Regions from separate parts of the Pan troglodytes genome. Here region 1 is linked to region 2. A link is a contact called in public HiChIP or PLAC-seq data. All regions are on one chromosome and are shown on one strand. The core of a region is the stretch at or near the end of the contact, and the rest is flanking DNA. Distances in the headings are between cores, read along the strand shown. Region 1 holds the start of ATP6V0C (ATPase H+ transporting V0 subunit c). Region 2 holds the start of ECI1 (enoyl-CoA delta isomerase 1).

The links. HiChIP or PLAC-seq counts read pairs in DNA pulled down with a chosen protein or histone mark.
Region 1: an H3K4me3 HiChIP or PLAC-seq map of stem cell-derived excitatory neurons shows a contact between it and region 2, with 2.8 times the contacts expected there. The contact joins the promoter of ATP6V0C here to the promoter of ECI1 in region 2. A contact is called at or near these places in 1 of 7 Hi-C or Micro-C datasets (stem cell-derived neural progenitor cells) and 1 of 1 datasets of contacts at active chromatin or transcription factors (stem cell-derived excitatory neurons).

The regions. Positions count from the first base shown.
Region 1 is chr18:5,124,770-5,129,174 of NHGRI_mPanTro3-v2.0_pri, forward strand. It overlaps ATP6V0C (ATPase H+ transporting V0 subunit c), which reads left to right and starts at 1,421. Exons shown (of 3, transcript XM_510748.7): 1 at 1,421-1,756. The coding sequence starts at 1,678.
Region 2 is chr18:4,861,788-4,866,564 of NHGRI_mPanTro3-v2.0_pri, forward strand. It overlaps ECI1 (enoyl-CoA delta isomerase 1), which reads right to left and starts at 3,242. Exons shown (of 7, transcript XM_016928655.3): 1 at 3,117-3,242; 2 at 2,918-3,031. The coding sequence starts at 3,168. It overlaps LOC107968667 (a long non-coding RNA gene), which reads left to right and starts at 3,025. Exons shown (of 3, transcript XR_008539907.2): 1 at 3,025-3,201. It overlaps RNPS1 (RNA binding protein with serine rich domain 1), which reads right to left. Exons shown (of 8, transcript NM_001279816.1): 8 at 4,716-4,777.

The DNA.
Region 1 (4,405 bases), core at 171-2,670, 260 kb after region 2:
GAGAGAGGAGAGTGTGTGGAGAGGGTGGCAGGCCACGCAGCACAGAGGTCCACTTGGACAGCCTGACAGATGTCCTTCTGCTTAGAGAAATGGCGGTCACCAGTGACCTTGGCAAGGGCAAGGAGCTGGGGAGGGAAGGGCAGGTGAGGAGGTGGAGACAGAGTGAAGATTCCTCTTCTCAGAAACAAGGGCCGGGCAAGAAAGAGGGAGGAGCAGAAAGGGCCTCTGGCCATATCTGTTGCCTCCTCTCCTTTGAACCAGGACAGACTTAGGGACTTTCACGGGCTGCAAGTTCCAAGAGTGGCAGACCCAGGCTAGCCTGGGGAAGGGGCTTGAGGGAGGCTCCTGCTGGGGAAGGTGGGGCTGAGTCCAGCAGGAGGGCCAGACCAGGGGCCATGACCCCATTGCCTACGTAGAGAAGGTGGTGAGCCAGCATCCAGGCTACTCAGGGAGAGCTCTAACCCAGGATGAGGCCTTAGAGCTCAAAGGACACTCAGGCCTGGTGGCAGCTGCCCAGGGCCCCTGAAAGGGGGAATGGAGATCAGGCAGAGGGGGTGCCAGGGACTGCCACACAGGATCAGTAGGGCAGCGCCAGCCCTGGCTGGGCTGCTTTCACAGCTGCGGGAAGCGCTCCAACTGCTCCAGAAAGACAGAAAGATGGCCCTGAAGGTGCAGGATTTGCGTGCGTGGGTGGCTGCAAGGACAGGTGGGAGGACCAGGACGCCAGAACGTGCAGAGCCCGGGGGGCCTCGAGAGGTCGCAGTTCCGACAGGGCTTCCACCAGTCATGCCTACATCTTGAGGGACAGAGACACACCCCACTAATGTTTGGGTCCCTGATGCAAAGGCAGAGACAGGTGCGGGGAGGGGGTCCTTTTTCTCCGAAGCGAGAGGTGAAGTCACCAACCGCTTGGTCAGAGGCAGTAGGTCTGGGTCTGGAGGAGACTGGGGACAGGGTGGAGGGAGGTGACCGCAGCCACGGGCTGGGACTTCACAGGTGTGGGCTGGGGGCTTTTCCGGACGCTGTGGCAGAGGAGGCCCGCGCGCCGCACTTCTGCTGGGACCCTTAGCTCGCCCAGGATTGGTAGGGAGATCCTGGAAGACCAGCGCCCGGAGGAGTGAGGCCCCGTCTTGGGGACAAGGCCGCGAAACCACGGCCTGCAGCTGCACGCCAGGGGTACAAAGAAAAGCGTCGCCGGGAACCGAACACCTGCAGACGACGCGCAGCCGCAGAGGAGGCGGGGCGCCGAGGCCCCGCCCCGTATGCTAATGAAGCACACACCACACCGCCCCGCCCCGGCGCGAGACCGGTCCAACGCTGCGGAGATCCAGAGGCCGGCGGCGCCCGGAAACACCCGCGGAGGCCAAGGCGGGGCGGTGCCGGGCGCCGGGGCCGGGTCGCTGGGCGGGCGGCACAGCCCGGGGGAGGTCAACGGGCCGGTCGGGCGTCCCGGGGACGCGTCTCCCCCACGGTGCGAAGTGGTACGGCTCGCAGGGGCGGGGCCCAGGTCATGTGACGCGGACGCGGCCGCCATTTTGTTCTGCGGTGCTGGTATTTAGAGCGCAGCGGCTGACGGGCCGGATCGCCTTCGCCGCCGCCCGCCCGCAAACCTTCGTGCCCGGCCCGTCCTCGCCCCCGCCTCGGCCCGCAGAGCTTGCCCCCTCCCCACCCGCAGACATGTCCGAGTCCAAGAGCGGCCCCGAGTATGCTTCGTTTTTCGCCGTCATGGGCGCCTCGGCCGCCATGGTCTTCAGCGGTGAGCGCGGCGGCGGGAGGGACTCGGGGGCGGGGGCGCGCGCGTTGCTCATGCCCGCAGCTCGCCGGGGTCCGGTGTGTGACGTCACTCTGACGTAATCCCGAGCGGTCGGGGGCGCCCGGGCCCCGTGTGACAGCGGGCGGGGGTCGGCGCCCCGAGGGCTGCGGGGAGCCGCCGGGGGTCAGGGGCGCAGGGCGTGCGGGCTTGGCCGGGGTGTGAGTCTCGGGGGTCCGGGCCGGCGGCCCTGCCAGCCGGGTCGTGCGGTTGCGGGGGTGGGGCGGCGGCGCCGCTGCCATATTAGCCCCGGGAGCGGCGAGAGGGAGGCTGGGGTGGGGGCGCGAGGGGGGCGGCGCGAGGGGGGCCGATTCTGCGGGCAGGTGACATCACACCTCGAAGGCCCCAGTGCGCGGGCGGCGGCGCGGGTCCGGCCCAGGAACGCCCAGCCGGTCGCTGGAGCTTTCCGGCTGGTGGGGAGCCCATGTCCCCCACGGGAGGTCCTCAGCCCTCGCCCTTATGGCGGCCGGCCCCGGGGGTCAGGTGGGTCTCACCCACAGGCAGGTACTTCCGGTTGGAGCTGGTTACGGTTGCCCAATACCCGTGTCGCTGTGTAGGCTGTTTGGGAAAGCTGGGCTGAGGGCTTGGTTCGGAGAGCCCGCGGAGACCCGGGTGGGAGTGTGTGGAAGTGGAGGGAGCGGGGAGACAGCAGCATCGGCGCTGGCGGGGCTGTGTAGCTTGCAGAGGGGTCTGTGCTCTGAGGTGGGTGAGAGGGTGGCATGGGTGTCCGAGTTTATGGGATCCAGTCGTTGCCCTCAGGACTGAGGCTTCCAGTTCTGGTCCTAATGAATGGAGGGGTGAATGAATGACCTTCCTTTCCTTCCCTGAGGCCTGAAGTTGGGAGGGGCTTCCCTGGGCTTGGAGAAGGGGCCTTCTAGGGTTCTTGGTGGCACCCTGCTTTTGAAATTGGGCCTTGACAGGTCCTGGGCGTCCAATTTAGTGACAATTGGTCTCCCTGGGAGAATGGCACTTGGGCTAGGGCTAGGCCCAGGAATGTGGGTCCCACGAGTTAAGTTCTGGCCCAGTCTCAGCCTCCGTGGACTGGCCTGGCCTGGTCTGATCTCCACCTCCGTGGTTAGGTCTGGTTTTAGCTTTGATGACCGTGCCCTGCCCCACCCTGCCTGGTGGCCTGGGGAGGCTCCTAGTGCAGATATGTGGAGGGTTTGAACTCCAAACAGTCTCTGCTGACTGTAAACACCTGTGGGGTGGGGGCTTGGGGCTCTCTGTTCTCTTGCGGGCCTCCTTCTGCCTGGGCCTGTCTGCCATTCGTGAGTGAGCCTTGCCCTTCCCATCGTGTGCAAGTAAGGGGTCATTTGTGGTGGAAGAAGTGGTCTAGACTTCTCCTTCCCCCTAGGCACCGCCTGCTCTTTCCACAGACTCAAGGCTTCTCCCAACAGGCTGCCGAGCCCTTCCCCCCAGCCTCCTCTGTTCTTTGCCCCCAGAATGCCTTCAGAGATTCCATTTTGCCCAGCCACCTGTGGGGTACTAGCTTGTGGCTGTCACTCATTCATCCAAACAATCTTGATTGAGCGCTTACTATGTGCCAGGTACTGGTAGGACAGCAGTGAACAAAATGGGATCCCCGCCCATGTGGAACTTAAATTCTAGCTGTTGCTGCTTGCCCTTGAAGCCCTGAGTTTGTCCACCAAGCCCTTTTTCTGCACCCAGCTACTTTCCTCTCTCTCAGTCAAGACCTACGCAGGTCTTCGGGCAGCCTGACCAGCAGGTGTCTGGAAATTGAGAACACGGTATTGCTGGCCTAGGCCTTTCCTGCTTATCCCTGGCTCTTCGGGATAAACGTGGCTTACTGTGGCTCTCCAGGAGCTGACCTCTGACTTCACTTGGCCAATTCAATCAACTGCTTTTTTTTTTCCCCCCCCTCCTCAAGACAGGGTCTTGCTCTGTTTCCCAGGCTGGAGTGCAGTGGTGTGGTCATGGCTCACTACAGCCTCAACCTCCCAGGCTCAAGCAATCCTCCTGCCTCAGCCTCCTGAATAACTAGGACTACAGGCACAGGCTACCATGCCCAGCTAATTTTTTTTTAGAGACAGGGTCTCGCCATGTGGCTCAGGCTGGTCTCAAACTCCTTGTTGCCTCAAACGATCCACCTGCTTCTGCCTCGTAAAGGGCTGGGATTATAGGCATGAGCCACCATGACTGGCTCAACTTCTGACTTCATTTCTGCCTTCTCAGCATGCTTTCCTCCAGGACCTGGCTTCACCTGCTGTGCCGACCTAAACAAGCCCCCTGCCCTCCAGTGGCCTCTGCTGTTGCCACAACGCCAACCTCCAGCTGTGTCCCCAGCTCCTGGCCCTTGGCCTGCCTGGCACTGACGGATTGGTCTTAAACCGAATGAGGTCCACAGGCCTCTTGCAGGCCCCCGTCCCAGCTTCCCCTTTTTTTTCTCATGACAAATGTCCTGTTGATTCTTTATTCATCATGTCCTCCAAGAAGTTGTCATATGCTCCTTTTCCGTATTTCCTGTGACTTCCTCCCTGCTGGCGAGCGCCTTGTATTTTATGCTTGTGTTTCTGCAACTGCTTTTTGGCCCCCGACTCTTTCTGTGGCTGCTGAGCATAGTGCTGCTCACAGGTC
Region 2 (4,777 bases), core at 1,992-4,491:
GCCACCATGCCCGGCCAAATTAACCATTTTCTATCTTTATTTTTTTTTGAGACAAGAGTCTCGCTCTGTTGCCCAGGCTGGAGTGCAGCAGCGCTATCTCGGCTCACTGCAACCTCTGCCTCCTGGGTTCAAGCCATTCTTCTGCCTCAGCCTCCTGAGAAGCTGGGATTACAGGACACACCACCATGCCTGGCTAATTTTTGCATTTTTAGTAGAGACGGGGTTTCACCAGGTTGGCCAGGCTGGTCATGAACTTCTGACCTCAGGTGATCCTCCTGCCTCAGCCTCCCAAAATGATGGGATTATAGGTATGAGCCACTGTGCTCAGCCTAAATTAGCCATTTTTAAGTAAACAAGTCAGGCACTTACACAATTCAGTATACTGACTGTGTTGTGCAACTATCACCGCTGCCTAGTTCCAGAACCTTTTCATTGTCCCAAAAGGAATCCTTGTCCCCATGAGCAGTTGCTCCCCATCCCACCCCCAGCTCCTGGAAGCCACCAATCTTCGTTCTGTGTCTGCAGTTTTCCTGCTCCGGCCATATTCCATATCACTGGGATACCGCCGGGCTTTGTTGTCGGCTTTGTCCACTTAGTATCATGTGTTCAAGGTTCATCCATGTGGTTGTCATTCCTATTTATTTATTTATTTATTTTATTTTATTAATTAATTTATTTTTGAGACAGATTCTTGCTCTGTTGCCCAGGCTGGAGTGCAGTGGCGCAATCTCGGCTCACTGCAAGCTCCACCTCGGGGATTCACACCATTCTCCTGCCTCAGTCTCCCAAGTAGCTGGGACTACAGGCGCCCGCCACCACGCCTGGCTAATTTTTTTTTTGTATTTTTTAGTAGAGATGGGGTTTCACCGTGTTAGCCAGAATGGTCTCGATCTCCTGACCTCGTGATCCGCGCACCTTGGCCTCCCAAAGTGCTGGGATTACAGGTGGGAGCCACCGGGCCCGGACTCAAAAACATGTTATCTTAAGGTATTGGAATGGGTAGTGTGGACTACACATTGTGAATATACTTACGGCCACTGGGTTGTACGTTGCAAAACGGCTAGAATGGTAAATGTGAGGCATATTTTAAAGATTTTTATGTACACACACACACACATTACCTCCAGTAAAAAAGGAAAAGTGTTCGTACAATGACAATTTTTTTACCCGAGTGCCTCCCCACTTTACCATATAAAAAGACAACGTAAGCCGGGCGCGGTGGCTCACGCCTGTAATCTCAGCACTTTGGGAGGCCGAGGCGGGTGGATCACGAGGTCAGGAGATCAAGACCATCCTGGCTAACATGGTGAAACCCCGTCTCCACTAAAAATACCAAAAAAAAAAAAAAATTAGCCGGGTGTGGTGGCGGGCACCTGTAGTCCCAGCTACTTGGGCGGCTGAGGTAGAAGAATGGTGTGAACCCGGGAGGCGGAGCTTGCAGTGAGCGGAGATCGTGCCACTGCACTCCAGCCTGGCGACAGAGCAAGACTCCATCTCAAAAAAAAAAAAAAAAAAAAGACAAAGTAGAGTTTGGAGGAGTCAGAAAGTCAGGCCTGACTGAGATTGCACTGAGCCAGAACCGCGCCATTGCACGCCAGCCTGGGCGACAGAGGGAGCCTCTGTCTCAAAAAAAAAAAATAATAATTTTTTTTTTGCATTTTGTTGAGATATATTCAAATATGCTACAGAAATGATCCCTTCAGAAACTCAGTTTTTACAAAAATTAGTGGGCGTAGTGGTGGGTCCCTGTCATCCCAGCTATTTGGGAGGCTGAGGAGGGAGAATCGCTTGAACCCAGGAGGCACAGGTTGCAGTGAGCCGAGATTGCGCCACTGCTCTCCAGTCTGGCGACTGGAGAGCAAGACTACATCTCCAAAAAAACAAAAAAAGTCAGTTTGAAGTTGGTCTTAGTTTGTCCCTCTCAGTTTGTAGAGAGAGCCCAGGCAGCTCCCTCAGCCCAGACAGAGAGGACGGAACCAAGTTCAGAGGCACCAGGAGCCTGGAGTCCTGAAGCTGTGCAAAGTTGGGCACAGCCCTGAGTCTGGGGGGTTGGGGAGGGCAGGGGCTGTGACTTACTTTCGGAGGGGCAGGGCCTCCTCTCAGGAGCCACAGCAGGGACTGCTGCACCAGGAGGTCCAGGTCAGCATGTCCTGGAAGCAGAACTGCTGGCGCCTAGGCGTGCCCTCTCGGTGCCCTCAGCTCGGCCTCCTGTCTGGAGGGAGCGCACAGGCTTCTCTTCCAAAAGTACTTTTTCTGTCCTTTCCAGTGGGTTTTACCAAGGGTTCTGACCGGCGGGTAGGTACGAGGTTCTGTGCCACATGGGAGTGTTAACAAACATAATTTTATTCCAAAAGATTCCAATTCTTTTCCACTTCCAATTGAATAACTTAGATAACAGCTCATATCCCCGCCAACTTTATTTTTATTTATTTATTTATTTTGAGACGGAATCTTGCTCTGTGGCCCAAGCTGGAGTGCAGCGGCACAATCTCGGCTCACTGCAGCCTCCACCTCCCAGATTCCAGCGATTCTTCTGCCTCAGCCTCCCAGGCATAGGCACGCACCACCACGCCCAGCTAATTTTTTTCTTTTGTATTTTTTAGTACAGATAGGGTTTCATCATGTTGGCCAGGCTGATCTCGAACTCCTGACCTCAGGTGATCCGCTCGCCTCAGCCTCTTAAAGTGCTAGGATTACAGGCGTGAGCCACCGCGCCCGGCCTCCGCCAACTTTAAAAACAGAAACTTTTATCTCATGACGAACGAACCCAGGTAGAGCGGCAAGGTTCTGTTTCGAAACTTGGGTTCTAAACACAAACCGAGCGTCGACAGACGTGGTTCTCCAACAGCGCCCCGCGAGGGCGGACTCCCGCGGGTCCTGACCCCACGCCCGCCCTCCCTCGGCGCCGCCCGCTCACCTGCGCCCGCGTCCGGCTCCACCAGCACCCGCCGGCTCCCGAAGCGCCGCGCGCCGTCTCCGCCGCCGGCCGCCCGCTCCGTCCGCCCGAGGGCCGCGCCCGGGAGCCGGGCCCCTGCGAAGGCAGCGTGGGGGAGCCCGTTAGTTCCCGGTCCTGGCCCCGGCCCAGGCCCGATCCCTGCCCACCCCGGGTTTCGCACCCGCGCGGAGCAGAACGCGCGCCGGGACTCGCACAGAAGCCACCAGCGCCATCTTGACCGCAACGCGCGGGATAAAGGTCGCGGGGTGAGCTCGCCTCCTGGGGAGGGGGCGGAGCCCCCCGCACTAGGCCCTGCCCCGTTCCCAGAGGCTGGTCAACGCCTCCACCTACCGGCCGAAACAGCCGCTCGCCGCCCTCCGGCTTCATCCCGGGCAGCCGCGCGCTTCCGGGGCAGGCACCTGGATCTGGGCCAGGGCTGGCCTACAGGGAGGCGCAGGCCCACTGCTGAAGCAGCCACGACCAGCTCAGCGCCAGGGCAGGCTCTTCTACAGCGCGGGACACTGTAGGCAAGAGGCTGCCGGTGTTCGTGACCGCGAGCTCTAGGCTGGGCCCAGCTACTGCAGTATCGGCGCTGGAAAGGCGATCAAAGCACTGAGCCCCACCCGAGGGGGCCGTCAGGGAGGCCAGGGACTGCCTGGGGTGAGCCCGGGCTCCTGCCCCTTTGGGAACAGGATCAGAGCTGCAGGTTTAGTCACCGAAATGGGGGTGGGGGCAGCAGAACCCAGCGGTAAGAACAGGCCACCCGCCTTGCTCAGCACAAGGGCAAGTGCACAAAGGCCGGACCGCAGTGGCACCTTTTTATTTGCAGAGAAATGCCGAAGGATAAGAATACAGTCTGTTCCCGCTGGGCCGTAAGCGGCAGCTCGGGAGTGGGCCTTTGTACTGTCTGGTGTGGGGTTTTGGTCCGACCACTGGGAGCACTGGGCAGTAAGGTCCCAGCTGTGTTGGGTGGTCTCAACTTTTGTTCTCATCTTAAGCATTTCCAATTCTTCCTTGTGTCCCAAACCAATTTTTGAGGTGGAAAAATGGCCACTTAACGGAGGAGGAAGCAAGCCTGGCACACACACCTGTAACCCCAGTGACTCAGGACCAGCTGGGTAACATAGCAACACCTTGTTGCTACAAAAAATTTTTAAAAATTAGCTCCTGCTGCTGGGCGCGGTGGCTCATGCCTGTAATCCCAGCACTTTGGGGGCCGAGGTGGGCAAATCATGAGGTCAGGAGTTTGAGACCAGCCGGGCCAATATGGTGAAACCCCGTCTCTACTAGAAATACAAAAAATTAGCTGGGCATGGTGGCAGGTGCCTGTAATTCCAGCTACTCAGGAGGCTGAGGCAGGAAAATCACTTGAACCCAGGAGGCAGAGATTGTAGTGAGCCAATATTGCGCCACTGCACTCCAACCCAGGCAACAGAGACTGTCTCAAAAAAAAAATTAAAAAATTAAAAAAAAATTAACCCCTGCTACTCTGGACACTAAAGCAGGAGTTGGAGGCTGTAATGAGCTATGATCGCACCATGGTACATACTCCAGCCTGGGTGACAGAGCGAGAGTCTGTCTGAAAACACACACACATTCCGAGGTGGCGATAAAACCATCTCCTTCTATTTGTCCACCCTAGGAGCAACCTGGTCCCCACAGCACACAAATTCTAGGTTCTCCTGGCTGAAAGCATCGGAGGTGCCGCTGTGGATGGTGAGGAACAGAAAGTTACTAGGGGCAAGGGGACAAGTGAGAAGGCAGTGAACCCAGTACTAGATTTGCATTCCGATCTTGGGTTTATTAAACACAATTCTTCCACTCTACACAACAAAGTACAAA